4 separate regions of the Sus scrofa genome follow, and regions 1, 2 and 4 are each linked to region 3. The links are chromatin contacts, called in public HiChIP or PLAC-seq and promoter capture Hi-C maps. All regions are on one chromosome and are shown on one strand. The core of a region is the stretch at or near the end of the contact, and the rest is flanking DNA. Distances in the headings are between cores, read along the strand shown.

The links. Promoter capture Hi-C pulls out the DNA fragments that hold promoters and counts their contacts. HiChIP or PLAC-seq counts read pairs in DNA pulled down with a chosen protein or histone mark.
Region 1: an H3K27ac HiChIP or PLAC-seq map of alveolar macrophages shows a contact between it and region 3. The contact joins the promoter of SHISA5 here to the promoter of NME6 in region 3. A contact is called at or near these places in 1 of 47 Hi-C or Micro-C datasets (embryonic fibroblasts) and 1 of 2 datasets of contacts at active chromatin or transcription factors (alveolar macrophages).
Region 2: an H3K27ac HiChIP or PLAC-seq map of alveolar macrophages shows a contact between it and region 3. The contact joins the promoter of LOC100156879 here to the promoter of NME6 in region 3.
Region 4: a promoter capture Hi-C map of fetal skeletal muscle shows a contact between it and region 3, with 4 times the contacts expected there. The contact joins the promoter of PFKFB4 here to the promoter of NME6 in region 3. A contact is called at or near these places in 3 of 5 promoter capture datasets (fetal liver, fetal skeletal muscle and liver) and 2 of 2 datasets of contacts at active chromatin or transcription factors (alveolar macrophages and skeletal muscle).

Annotation. Positions count from the first base shown.
Region 1 is chr13:31,204,227-31,207,037 of Sscrofa11.1, forward strand. It overlaps SHISA5 (protein shisa-5), which reads right to left and starts at 1,498. Exons shown (of 6, transcript XM_021070633.1): 1 at 1,367-1,498.
Region 2 is chr13:31,307,343-31,310,510 of Sscrofa11.1, forward strand. LOC100156879 (cytochrome b-c1 complex subunit 1, mitochondrial) reads right to left here and starts at 1,377. Exons shown (of 12, transcript XM_021070638.1): 1 at 1,245-1,377; 2 at 847-987. The coding sequence starts at 1,313.
Region 3 is chr13:31,051,971-31,054,774 of Sscrofa11.1, forward strand. It overlaps NME6 (nucleoside diphosphate kinase 6), which reads right to left and starts at 1,315. Exons shown (of 6, transcript XM_003132178.4): 1 at 1,174-1,315; 2 at 236-332. The coding sequence starts at 325. It overlaps LOC102162605 (a long non-coding RNA gene), which reads left to right and starts at 1,455. Exons shown (of 4, transcript XR_002337946.1): 1 at 1,455-2,011.
Region 4 is chr13:31,258,213-31,261,232 of Sscrofa11.1, forward strand. PFKFB4 (6-phosphofructo-2-kinase/fructose-2,6-bisphosphatase 4) reads right to left here and starts at 1,573. Exons shown (of 14, transcript XM_005669518.3): 1 at 1,460-1,573. The coding sequence starts at 1,523. It overlaps UCN2 (urocortin-2), which reads right to left. Exons shown (of 1, transcript XM_021070636.1): 1 at 2,984-3,020. The coding sequence ends at 2,984.

The sequences.
Region 1 (2,811 bases), core at 248-2,747, 150 kb after region 3:
GGACCAGGAAACAGGGCTGGACCTTCTCACCTTCCCACCCCAGGTCCTCTAGATGTGTCCCAGTGCCCAGGAAATAAGGTCCTTCCCTTGGAGAAAACCACCCACCCCAGAAGAATCTTCGGCTTCCTAGGGCAGGAGGTGGGTGGGGCAGTGTGCTGTTCTATTCAGTTACCCCTGAAAGGCCCCCAGCCTGGCCTCCACCATCTGTGAATCATCAGTCTACAATCAACACACACAGTTAGCGTGTCTCCTCCAACGCCGGGGGCCAGCCTCAGCCGTCTCCAGGAACACCAGGGCCATGAAGGCAGGGAGTAGAGGCTCCCAGCCAACAAACAGAGGCTGAGGGAAGGTGCAGATGGAGGGTCCAGGCCTCCCTGTTGCCACCCCCTGCCCACCCCCACTAAGACCAGGAAGGGAATCCTACCCCAGCCTCTGAGGACCCAATCCCTTGGAACACTAGAGGACAGACCACCCCCCCTTCCCACCATTCCAGGACAGAGCAATGGTGGCAGCTGCCTGGGGTCAGGACAGTGTCAGTTCACACAGGTGAGAGGCTGGGCAGAAGAGACCAGTCGTGGGGTTGGCTGACGACCTCAGAGTGATTAGAGGTCCGCTGGCGGCCCTACGGGGACAGGGCTGCCTGGGCTGGTTCCAGGGACGGCGCGCCGCGGCTGCCCCCATCCCTTCCCAGGACAAACCCCCGGCCACCCGCCAAGGCTCACCACCCGGAGGCGGCGGTAGCAGCAGCAGCAACAGCAGCAGCAGGATCCGAGGCGCGGGGGCTGAAGTGGCCATGGCTGGGCTGGCGGGCGGACTGACGGTCGCGGTGCGGCCTCAGCCTCTGCGACCCGCGCGGCGCCCCGCCCCGGCCGTTCCGGGAACCCCGCCCGGGAGGCAGAGGAGGGGAGGGCGAGGGAAGGAAAGGAAGCGGACGCCCCTCCCAGCCTCCAGGCCAGGCACACGTTAGGTGTTGGTTCCCCGGAGCGGGTTCCGCCGACGGGCACCCGGCGACCACCAAAGCTGCCTTTTGCTCTCAGGGCCCTGTCCGCCCACACCGCCAGTCCCTGTCCCGGGGTCCGGAGAAGGTCTCCTCGGGGATCTGCGTCCTGGTCCTTGAGCTTCTGCTGGGTGCTGCCGGCAGGCCCGGGTGCTGGGCTCAGAGCCCTCCCCCGCCCCGCACTCGCCCGGGGGAATACTCCCCAGAGGTACTTTAGGGTGAAGTGGGGTGGTGTGGCAAACCTCTGCACACAGTAGGCGCCTGACAGATGCTGGTTCCTGTTTGGATGCCTAGTTCAGAAGCTTCCCAGGACTCCAGCTCTGAAGACACTCCTCCTGGAGTGACCCCCTATGCCCTTGTTCACCCTACCTTGAGTCCAGGTAGGCTCACCCCTGTGTCAGGGCAAGCTTGGCTCCAATGGCCTGGTTTGAGGGTTAGGAACTGGCAGCTCCAGGCACACATTAGGCCACCACCTGGCTCAGAATGGGGCCAGTTGGCCCCAATCACTGCTGCCAGAACTAGGCTCTCAAAGACACCATTAGATGGGGCCACGGCTAATAGGCCTCAGATGCCCCCTCACTGTGGGTCAGGGTATAACAGAGCAGGACCATATGGGGCCTTCCTAGGACAGATCCCTCCTCTGCTTTAGTTCCTCTGGCAAGTACCTAGATAATAATATCTGGTGCACATTTCCTGAGTTGTTTTATAGATGCTAAGCATGTAGCCCTCCCCGCCCACCCCTGGCCTAATGGCCACTTTGATTGCTTGACAGTTAACAGCTGTGATACTACCCTGTTACCTCACCATCAACGAATCAGAGAATTGTGCACAGCTGATCACCTTCCCTGTGACTTGACTCCCCTCTCTGGCTTTTAATAAAAATGCTTTGCTAAATCCCATGGGGAAATTAAGATGTTTTGAGCACCAGCTGCCCCAGGTACCTTGCTTGGTGCCTGTCAATAAATGCTGCACTTTCCTTCACCACAGCCTAGGCTCAGTAGATTTGCTTTACTGCACACAGGCCAGTGGGCTGTAGCTTTGATAACAAGGGATCCTTACATAGCCAGGGCTGGGAAGCTGGACTACTGTCTTAGTCCCTTGGGGCAGCTATAACCAAACATCTCAGACTCAGTGGCTTATAAACGACAGACATTTGTTTCTCACCATTCTGTAGACTGGGAATTCCAAGATCAGGCTGTCAGCATATTCTGTGTTGGTTTAGAGCCTGCTTTCTTGTTCTCAGATGACCTCTGTTTCCAGGAGGCAAGGGAGCTCACTGGGGCCTCTTTTTCCTTTTTTTTTTTTTTTTTTTTTTTTTTTTTTTTTTTTTTTTTTTGGTACACCTGCAGCTTGCAACACAAGTTCCAGGGTCAGGGATTGAACTCAAGCCCCAGCAGTGACGACAATGCTGTATCCTAACCGGCTGAACAAACTGGGAATTCCTCACTGGAGCCTCTTTTATGAGTGCACCAATCTCATTCATGAGGACTCCACCTTCACGGTCTACTCACCTCCCCAAGGCACCGCCTGCAAATACCATTACTGTGGAATTAGCCTTTAAAGTTGGGAGGACACAAACATCAGTCTATGACAAGCATTCTTTTTCGGCCCATGTTTCTGAGCTTCTCTGCACCCTGCTCCCGCCACAGGTATACTCATTATATAGCAGAAAACATGAAGTGTCACACTAACTTGAGCCACTGTGTACACCCTGAGTGCCACCTCGTGTAACAAGAGGTAAGGCCTCAGGAGACAACCGGGATATCCTCAGGGTAGTCCTTGGCCAGCGTAAGAATAGGGAGGGAGGGCTTAGG
Region 2 (3,168 bases), core at 127-2,626, 260 kb after region 3:
CCCATCACCTTCTGTTGTGTTTAGCAACAACTTACATCACAGGACAGCATTTGTTCCTGGAAAACAGCAAAAATTTACCAGTAAAACCATGTGGAGCCTGGGATGAAGAGAAGGATGGCTTCCCGAGAATCTTCTCTCCTGTGTATCTAGCCAAGATTTCAATTTTGAGTTGATTTTGAGGTTTTCTGTTTTCAGAAAACCTATCTATTTAACTGGAATCTTCTGCAATACAATTCTTTTTTTTTTTTTAGGGCTGCACCCACAGCATATAAGTTCCCAGGCTAGGGGCTGAAGTGGAGCTGCAGCTGCCAGCCTATGCCACAGGCACAGCAATGACAATGAGCCCCCATCTGTGACCTACACTGCAGCTCACCACAACACAGGATCCTTAACCTACTAAGCCAGGCCAGGGATGGAACCTCGTCCTGGTGGATAGTAGTTGGCTTCATAACCACTGAGCCACAACTCCCTGCAATACAGTTCTGGTCTAGCCAAGAGATTATGATTTGGGGCCATGAGGCTGGCGAATGTAATGTCTCTGAACTCCATCTTCCTCATTGAAGAATCATTCCTCTCATATGGGCTGCTTAAGAAAAAACTAAAAAAGAACTTGGCCTTCTGATTGGCAGGCATCCTATGCTAAATGAGTGTAGGTTATAGTGAGGATTGCCTCCCAGAAACCAAGGCGTGGCTAGGATAGAGATTGGGATAGGAGGTCAATGCAGCGATGACTGTGAGGAGTCTGACCCAAACCACAGGGCATTTGAGCCCAAGGTCACACCTCGACCTGGGAAAAGAGGCCAGGCCCAACATGGAGACACCTTCCCGAGAGCCGACTCCACTCACCGTGCAGGTAGGCTGGGAGGACTGCTCCGAGGCCACTCTCAGCCCGTTGTCCAGCTGGCTGACCTGCGTCTCTGGCACGCTCTGGAGAGCTTGGGCATAGGTGGCGGTGCCCCGCAACGCAGGAGACCTCAGCAAGGCCGGCTGCTGGAAAGGGGAGAGTGGGACTAACAAGAACTGTGCTGGGGGAACGCTTTTCAGCTCCCAAGGCCTCAGTGGGATCCCCGCCCCGGCCCCGAGGATCAGCCGTGGGGCTCACATCCCCGCCCTCGCTGTGACCTTCCCACGGCCCTGACCCCGCGACCTCCTCTTCTGCGACCCGCCGCCGCCAACAACCCGCTCCACGTCTGCGTTCCGAAGGCCCGCGACCCCATTGCTCTGCGCTCTCATTGTTATCTCACCGAGCGGCAGGTGCGCAGCAGCACTCGACTGCCGGTGCCGGCCACCCGGCAGACCGCGGAAGCCGCCATCTTCTAGCTCCAGTAGCCACTAGACCACGCCACGCATGCGTAAAGTGAACAAGGCGGCGCGCGGAGCGCAGGCGCAGTACCGCAGACTTGGCGCTCGGTCGCCCCCTGGCGACGGAGACAGGGGCGCTTCACTCGCGGCTTGCTGTCCACGGGTACCTGTGACCGTCAAACCGCTTGGCTTTCCACCGTTCGGCTCAGGTCTGTTCTCAAGATAGTCCATCTTCCCCCTTCACCCGTTGGGAGCAGAGCGCTGGATGTTCTCACAGACCGTGGGCGCCCCGGCTCCATTGAATGTTGGGAACGGTGGGGGGTAGGGGGCGCATCCGCTGCATGTTGGCGAATCGCAACCTCACGGCTAAAGCACTGGCACAGAACCTGGGACTATCAGGCTGCTACGGACAGTCATGGTTTTCTTTTTTAAAGGTATGAAGTAAAATCAACTATACGCCAGTGTAAAATAAAAATTAATAAAGGCATGAAATAAATTCAGATGGCTGACATTAAAATAATTTAACAATATTTTGCTAAGAAAGAAGGAGCAGTTTGAGAGACTAATTTGTAAAAAGGAGTCCTTGTTTGGAAAGCAAAACACACAAAACAAATGACAAATGACGTGCTTTCTCTAACAGGATACGTAGAAAAAAATCTGGAGGAACTCATTCTAAACTTTCAGCCTGGTGACTTCCAGAAAATGAACTCAGGAAGGGAAAAGAGGCTACCATTTTTATATTTCTGTATTTATTTGAATACATAATTTAAAATTTTTACGAAAAGATGTTTGTCGCTTTTGAAATAAATGCATACCTCGAAGGAGTTCCGGCTGTGGCACGAGGGGATGGGCAGCCTCTTGGGAGTGCTGGGGGTGCAGGTTAAATTCCCACCTTGCCTGGCCTGGCCTGGTCTGTGGCACAGGTTGTGCAGCACTCAGATCTGATCCCTGGCAGGGAACCCCATATAACGGCCACCAGGTGGCCAAAAAAGGAAAAAAAAAAAAAAAAGAAAAAGAAATAATAGCATACCTCCAAACTCCTTTTACAGGTATACATGATTTTTTGTGACCTTTCAAAATATCAAAGTCAAATTTTCTATTATAAAAATCAGACAAAAGATGCTTAAATATATGTTGGAGTTCCCTGGTGGCCTAGCAGTTGACCATCTGGCATTGTCACTGATGTGGTTCCAGTTCTTGCTGGAGGGAGCTGGGAGGGGAAAGGGGGGGAGGGGAGCAGGTTTCCATCCTTGGCTGGCAACTTTTGCATGTTGCTAAAGGTTCTCAGGCTAGCAATCGGAGCTGCAGCTGCAGGCCTGCACAACAGCTCACAGGCTGCAGTGGATCTTTAACCCACTGAGCAAGGCCAGGGATCGAACCTGCATCCTCATGCATGCTAGTTAGATTTGTAACCTGCTGAGCCACAAGGGGAACTCCCAGCTAAAATTATGTTATGATCTAGATATGAAAAATAAAGTGAAATAGAATCTCTAGAAGAGGTTATTTAAAACTAGTTTTTAGATCAGTTTTACATTTATGGAAAAATTGAGTAGATGGTACAGAATTTCCCATATGTACATCCAAGCATGCAGTTTCTCCTATTATTATCTTACATTATTATGATACATTTGTTACAAATAATGAACCAATATCAACACATTATTGTTAACTAAAGTTCATAGTTTATTCAGATTCTCTTGGTTTTAGTTTTCACCTAATGTCCTTTTTTTTTTTTCTTTTTCAGCCACGCCTGTGGCATATGGAAGTTCCTGGACCAAGGATCGAATCCAAGCCACAGCTGCGACCTACACCACAGTAGTGGCAACACCAGATCCGTAACCCACTGTACCAGGCTGGGAAACTAGC
Region 3 (2,804 bases), core at 65-2,564:
ACACACTGTCTTCAGGTTTGGTTCTTATTGTATTGCATCCTCTCTTATATTTTATATCTGCCACAATTCTCCAACAGATTTTTAGTCTCTGTAGTGTAAGAGGCCATGGCATCTAGCTTTGCCTCCACACCATCTAGCACAGAACTGTGTTGTCAGTCTTCACAAGTGGCGCTCCAGCACCTGAAACAGAAGCAGTGCCCAGGGCACAGAGTAGAGGCTTAGGACTTGTTCTTACCTCTAGAATCAGTGGGTGAGCAACTGCATCAGGCTTTATCAGTGCCAGAGTGAGCTGGAGTGCCTGAGGGCTCCGCAAGATCGAAGTCATCTCCCTCCTGCCATGAAGAGAGCCAGATTGGAGACCCATCAGTGCTGCATTCCCCACCTTTCCCACTCTGGAGCCTTTAAGTCAACCAGGGCTCTCACTCCTAACTCATAAAGCAGATGACAGTTACTTAGTATTTAATTGCTCATTTGGGCTCATGAGATGGAGAGAAGGGAGTGGTAGGGGGACCATTCAAGTTGTGCAATTCATAATCTGGCTTGTGCAACTGTAAACCTAGGAAGGAGTTACCCATTCAGAAGTTCAAATTTAAACACTACCTGTCTCTGCCAGTACTCCCATCAGAGAATTTATAATTTACATTCCCAAACAGCCTTGCTACAAGGGTACAAAAACTGTTCCCACAGTATTTGTTAATTAATGAATCTGATCCACCTATTCCAAAGCCAGGGTGCTGGGAGCTATTCTGGGGAGGCAGTCCTAAGGCCAGCTAAATTATGCCTGTCCTGGCTCTTGGTTTACAGCAAATGCTGAAAGGTCGAGAAACTCGCTCAACTTAAACTCGCGCCATTAGACAATTACAAATTTTAGAAGCTGCCTGGGCGTTTGCCCCCACAAGGGTGCCTAGGTCTCTGCTTCCCGGAGGGCGCCAGCCACGCCCCTTGTCCTCCCAAGTGCCTCCGGAACCTGCAGCCCTTCTCCTCCCACCGACACCCGAGGCTCCGCCTTCCAATACCGCAGGCTCCCAGCCTCAGCTTTTGGCAGCGCCTCCTTCCCTCTCTGCTCCTCCGTTTCTCTAGGCCTGCAGCCACGCGAACCGGCCGAGGCCTAAGCCACCCCAGATTCTGGTCTATTCAGAGTTCCAGTCCAGCTGGAGTTCGGGTCCGAGTCACCTGGACCTCCCCGCGCGGCCACCAGGCACTGCGATAGCTGGCCTTGCCGACTAAGCGGGGTCCTTCAGGCGTTCGGCCGGGCAGCCCTCCGTGGGGTCCTTGCCGTGAGGACGCGAGCGCCCTTGGAGTGAGGTATGGCGATGTGCCAGCCAGTCTGGAAGGCCCTGCTGCGGCAAGGACCGCCCCCAGGTGGCCCAAGTGTCTCTACTGCACTTGCCCCGTACCGGATGAGGCAATGAAGTCGTCTCGGGCGGAAGCTGCTCTTCCTAGCTGTCTCGGGCGCCCTCCAGCGGGAGGAAGGGCCAGGGCCGCAGCCCTGAGCGGGGAGGTGGCACGGGGAGGACAGGATGGGCGTTCCAGAGTGGCGTTGCCCAACTCGCTCTCTGTTTTATTTTTAGTGTAAGGTAGTGCCTGGCGCATGGTTGGTGCCCAGTATTTGTCGGAAAAACATGGGTGGCAAAGAACTTGGTCGCCGGATCTCGAGGGCAAACTGCAGCCATTGGAAGTCTTGAGCACAGAGAGATACGTGGACGGGAAGGGCCATAGAATCCCAATATGGGGTTGGTGAGGGAGGATTCTTGACTGAAAGGATGTTCGCAGGTCTTGAGGGAAACTAGTCGTTAAGGCCTTTGAACATGTCGCTAAGGAATTTGAGATAGGATTGGAGTGGGGTTACCCTGGTGTTTGCTGAAGCAGTCCAGGGCGAGGAGGTGAGAAATAGAGGTGTTCATGGTGTATCGTCTAATGTATGGAAAGGGAACAGTGGCAGATTGAATAACGGTAGTAAATTTTGTTTCTTGGAGAGAAGCACTAAATTTGAGAAGAGTGAAAATAAGCGGTAAGTATTATCAATTAAAAAATGTTTAAGCCGACTTTGTGCCTGCATGTACAGGTGTTGCACTGTTGGAATGTTGGAAGGACGTTCTGTAGTTCTGCAGCTTCTTTCCACGGGTGTCTTTAGAAAAGTCCATGTCTTACCCTCTGGCTAGCGAAGAAGGCACGTGTCCATTTCTGCCCTCAGGGGATGAGAGTAAACTTACCGTGTCCCATTGACCAGACCGCTGGTTTTAGCTTTTTTCTCAGATACATAAGGTCCAACTTTGTTTCCTACTTTTATTTTCATTAACATACCTTTGGGATATAGGGATTTTGCCAATTTTTAGGCTGTGGTTATTATTTCACCTTTTCTGTGTGTCTCTCTTACAAACATTGTAGAAGGCTTTATCTCCATATTTTATAGTGGCTTTGACTATCCTCAAAAATAAGCCTGTATAATGAAAGTAATAGCAGATGTGATTTTAGGGGAAGACTCAATAAAAAACACCTTTTTTTTTTTCCCCCTAAACTTGGGCTCAGAACAGAAATAGAGGAATGGTGGGTAGGTGGAGACCAAACATCAGCTTAATTAATACTGATGGAGCTGTTGGAGAATGTCACTTAATGCATCTGCCTTCTAACTCTGCACTATCCAAGACCAATACCTAGTCTCTTATAAGCCTCTCTTAAAACAATAGAAAGAACAAAAAGAATCCATATAGTTGGCAGGACATATAAATTATCACAGCATTGCCCCACATTGACAAAATTTCGAAAGCAGCTCCTACCAGATATGGGAGAGAATGTTGTCTTTA
Region 4 (3,020 bases), core at 323-2,822, 210 kb after region 3:
CCCAGGTAGGAAACTGAGGAAGGGGGAAAGCCGTCACAGAGCTGCTAGCCCACAGGGCAGGATAGACTCAGTTCAACTCCCAGCCTCTCAAAACCTCACCTCCCACACCTTGGACTATAACCACACATCCCACCTCCACACCCGCATTCCTACATGTTTGCTCCATTGAAATGCTCTCCTGGCTTTCTGCTCCCTCAGCGTCGATAGACGTCCACTGGAATAACTGGCCCCTGTGGCTTTTCCCTCCTTGGGGCCATCCCAGAGTGAGCCAGCCCTCCTGACCCAGGGGTGGGAAACGTGCTGGGATGTCAGTGTGTGCCGCTGTGTGAACACATCCTGCTCAGCTCTTCCCTGCTGAGAACACACCTGGCCTGGCCCTGGAGGGCTCCTGTGGTGCCCTCTGCACTGACCACTGGTCCTTTTCCCAGTGTCCTAGGACTAGGGTGGCCAGAGTCCTCAATCCTCAGTCCTCTATGCTCAAACTCTTCCCAGTCCCTGTATCTGCTGGCCCATCCTGGCCAAACCGCCAAACCACCCTTTGCAGCACTTAGGCCCAGGGACCTCAGTGCACACCACACAGACCCACACACCAGTGCATGAAAGCACAGTGTGCACACAGCCACGAGTGCACATACACACTAACAAGCCCTACACCCGGGGCCAACTGCGTGAGGCCTGCTGCTCTCTGCTGCCTCCCTTTCCCTTTATTCCCCTCCTCCCCTCTCCCTGTACTGCCACCAGAGGTTGGGGAGTTTCCAGGAGTCCCAGCTTCCTCTGGCCATCTCTAGCCAAGGATCTTCCTGAGTCTCCCTGTGTTCAGAGCTCACACAGGGTGTGAGGTTCCAACTTGGGGGTGACCAAGCAGCCCGTGGACCCTGATCTACGCTTGTTGATTTCAGCCAGACACTGGACACACAGTAGGGGCTCGGGGTGACTCAGGACCAGCCAGGGCCCACAGTAAGGGTTCAGAGAGGTTCATGACTGGAACAGAGCACACAGTAGGTGTTTAGGGCAGCTCAGGACCCACACAAGGCACACAGTAGGTGCTCTAGAAATGCTGGTTTAAGGGCTACAGTCACATCATATAAAAAGCTTCCCAAATGGGCCTCTGGAGCTCCCCAGACTGGCATGACCCCGGAGGGAAGACCTGGACAAACATGACCACTTGGAGGCCAGCAAAGGGCAGAGGAGGAGGCCCCCAGGCAGCTCCAGCTGGCTGGCCCTCTCCCTAGGCTGGAGGAAGAAGCTATTTATAGTCCCCCCACTTGGCCCAGCTCCCTCTCCCCTGTAAGGCAACAGTGTTCCCACTCCTCCATGCCACCAAGAGATTGATACTCCCTCAGAGCACCCCTATTCCTGGAGAGACCCCCAACACTCTCACACCCTTTCTAGCACCACCCTCACACCGCCCGGGTCTTTTCCCAGTCCTCCCACCCTCTCCACCGGGCTCCGAGCCTACCCCGCCTGCTGCTCCTTGACCCGAGTCCTGTCAGGGAGTTGCCTCCTTCCGTGCCTCGGTTCATCCTGCAACTGAACTGGCCTGGGCCACCGCCCCCTGCGGCTTGGAGTCGGGCAGCCCCGCCCCCCAGGCTCCGGAGAGGCAGCCTGCCCGCTGGCCCCGCCTCTCCAACCCCTCCTTGGGCCCCGCCTCCACCCCACCCCCCCGGGCTGCTTACAAACTGAGATCTCGTCAGTGCCCCGGCCAGGCAGCCTCACTTCCGACAGTAGTACCTCTCCAGCCAGAGCCGGGTGTCTGCCCTCTGCTCCAGCTGGAGTTGTCTACACTACCCAGACTATCTGCCCCATCTGCAGGCAAGCCTGTCTGCACTCTCCAGGTCAGTCCCATCTCCAGCCCAGCAATAGAGTTGGGATTGTGAGATCAGCCAAAACCCACCCTTTCCACACCAAGGGACGGGTCAGTGAAATTGGGGTGGGGGGAGTGGGCAGAGGGGCAGCGTAGCCAGCTATGACTCCACCCTTGTGTGTCACTGCCTGGTGATTCTTCTCTCTCCCATTCTCTGGTCTCTGCATTTATTGAGCTCTCTCTGCATGTCAGACTGCATCACTCAGTGCTCACAAGACACCTGGTGGCATTACTATGCTTTACAGAGGAGAAAACCAAGGCTTGGAAAGGTGAGTGTGTTTGCCCATTCGACAAAGAAGGGGCAGTTGGGTCAGGAGTCCCAGCAGCCTGAGCTCCTTCTCCTTTAGCCCTGTGTGTCGGGGTGGAGGCTGGGTATGCAGGGGTGTGGTAAGACAGTGCCTGTCTATGTGTTGAGCATGCTTCATGAAGGTTTGAAGGACAAGCACCTGTTCCTCCCAGCCCCCTCACACGCCCTCACCTTGCTCACACATACACACATATGCTCCCACACACAAAGCAAGGCTGCCACAGCCACAGACCTCACACATACGACCATCAATCCATGCTTAGAGATACCCCTGATGGCCCCACTTGTCTGGAGTGGGTGCTGCCTCATTGGGCACAAAAACATGCTTGTGACCCTCCACCAGCACTTCTCTGTGTGGTGACCAGTGAGGGGCAGGGAAGACCCGCGGGTCTAGTCTTGGGCAAGCTGGTCTCCAATGCAGCCATAGACTCTTGTGTTGAGGTTCTTGAAAGAGATATGTCAGTGACCACAAGTGATGTTGTCCAGATGCTCTGTGACTGTGGAACCCAGATGTGACGAGACCATGTGATAGTAACCTTCCATGATAGTGTCCAGGCTGTCCAGACATACTGTAAGTCTGTGGGGCTCCTAGGAAGGGCAAGGCTCCACTTGGTGACCTGACATGGCAACATCCAGGCTGTCCAGACACACTGCGACTCTGTGAAGCACTTTAGGTGATATGACACCACATGGCAGTGACCCCATGTGGTGGAGTCCAGATGCACCATGCCCAGATATAGTACCATCCAGCTCTGCCGCTCCGGGACTCCCCATCTCGGGTGGCTCCAGCATTGTGAGCCCCTCCCTCAGGCTCAGCGGCGACCGACATGGGCCAGGATGCGGGCGTTG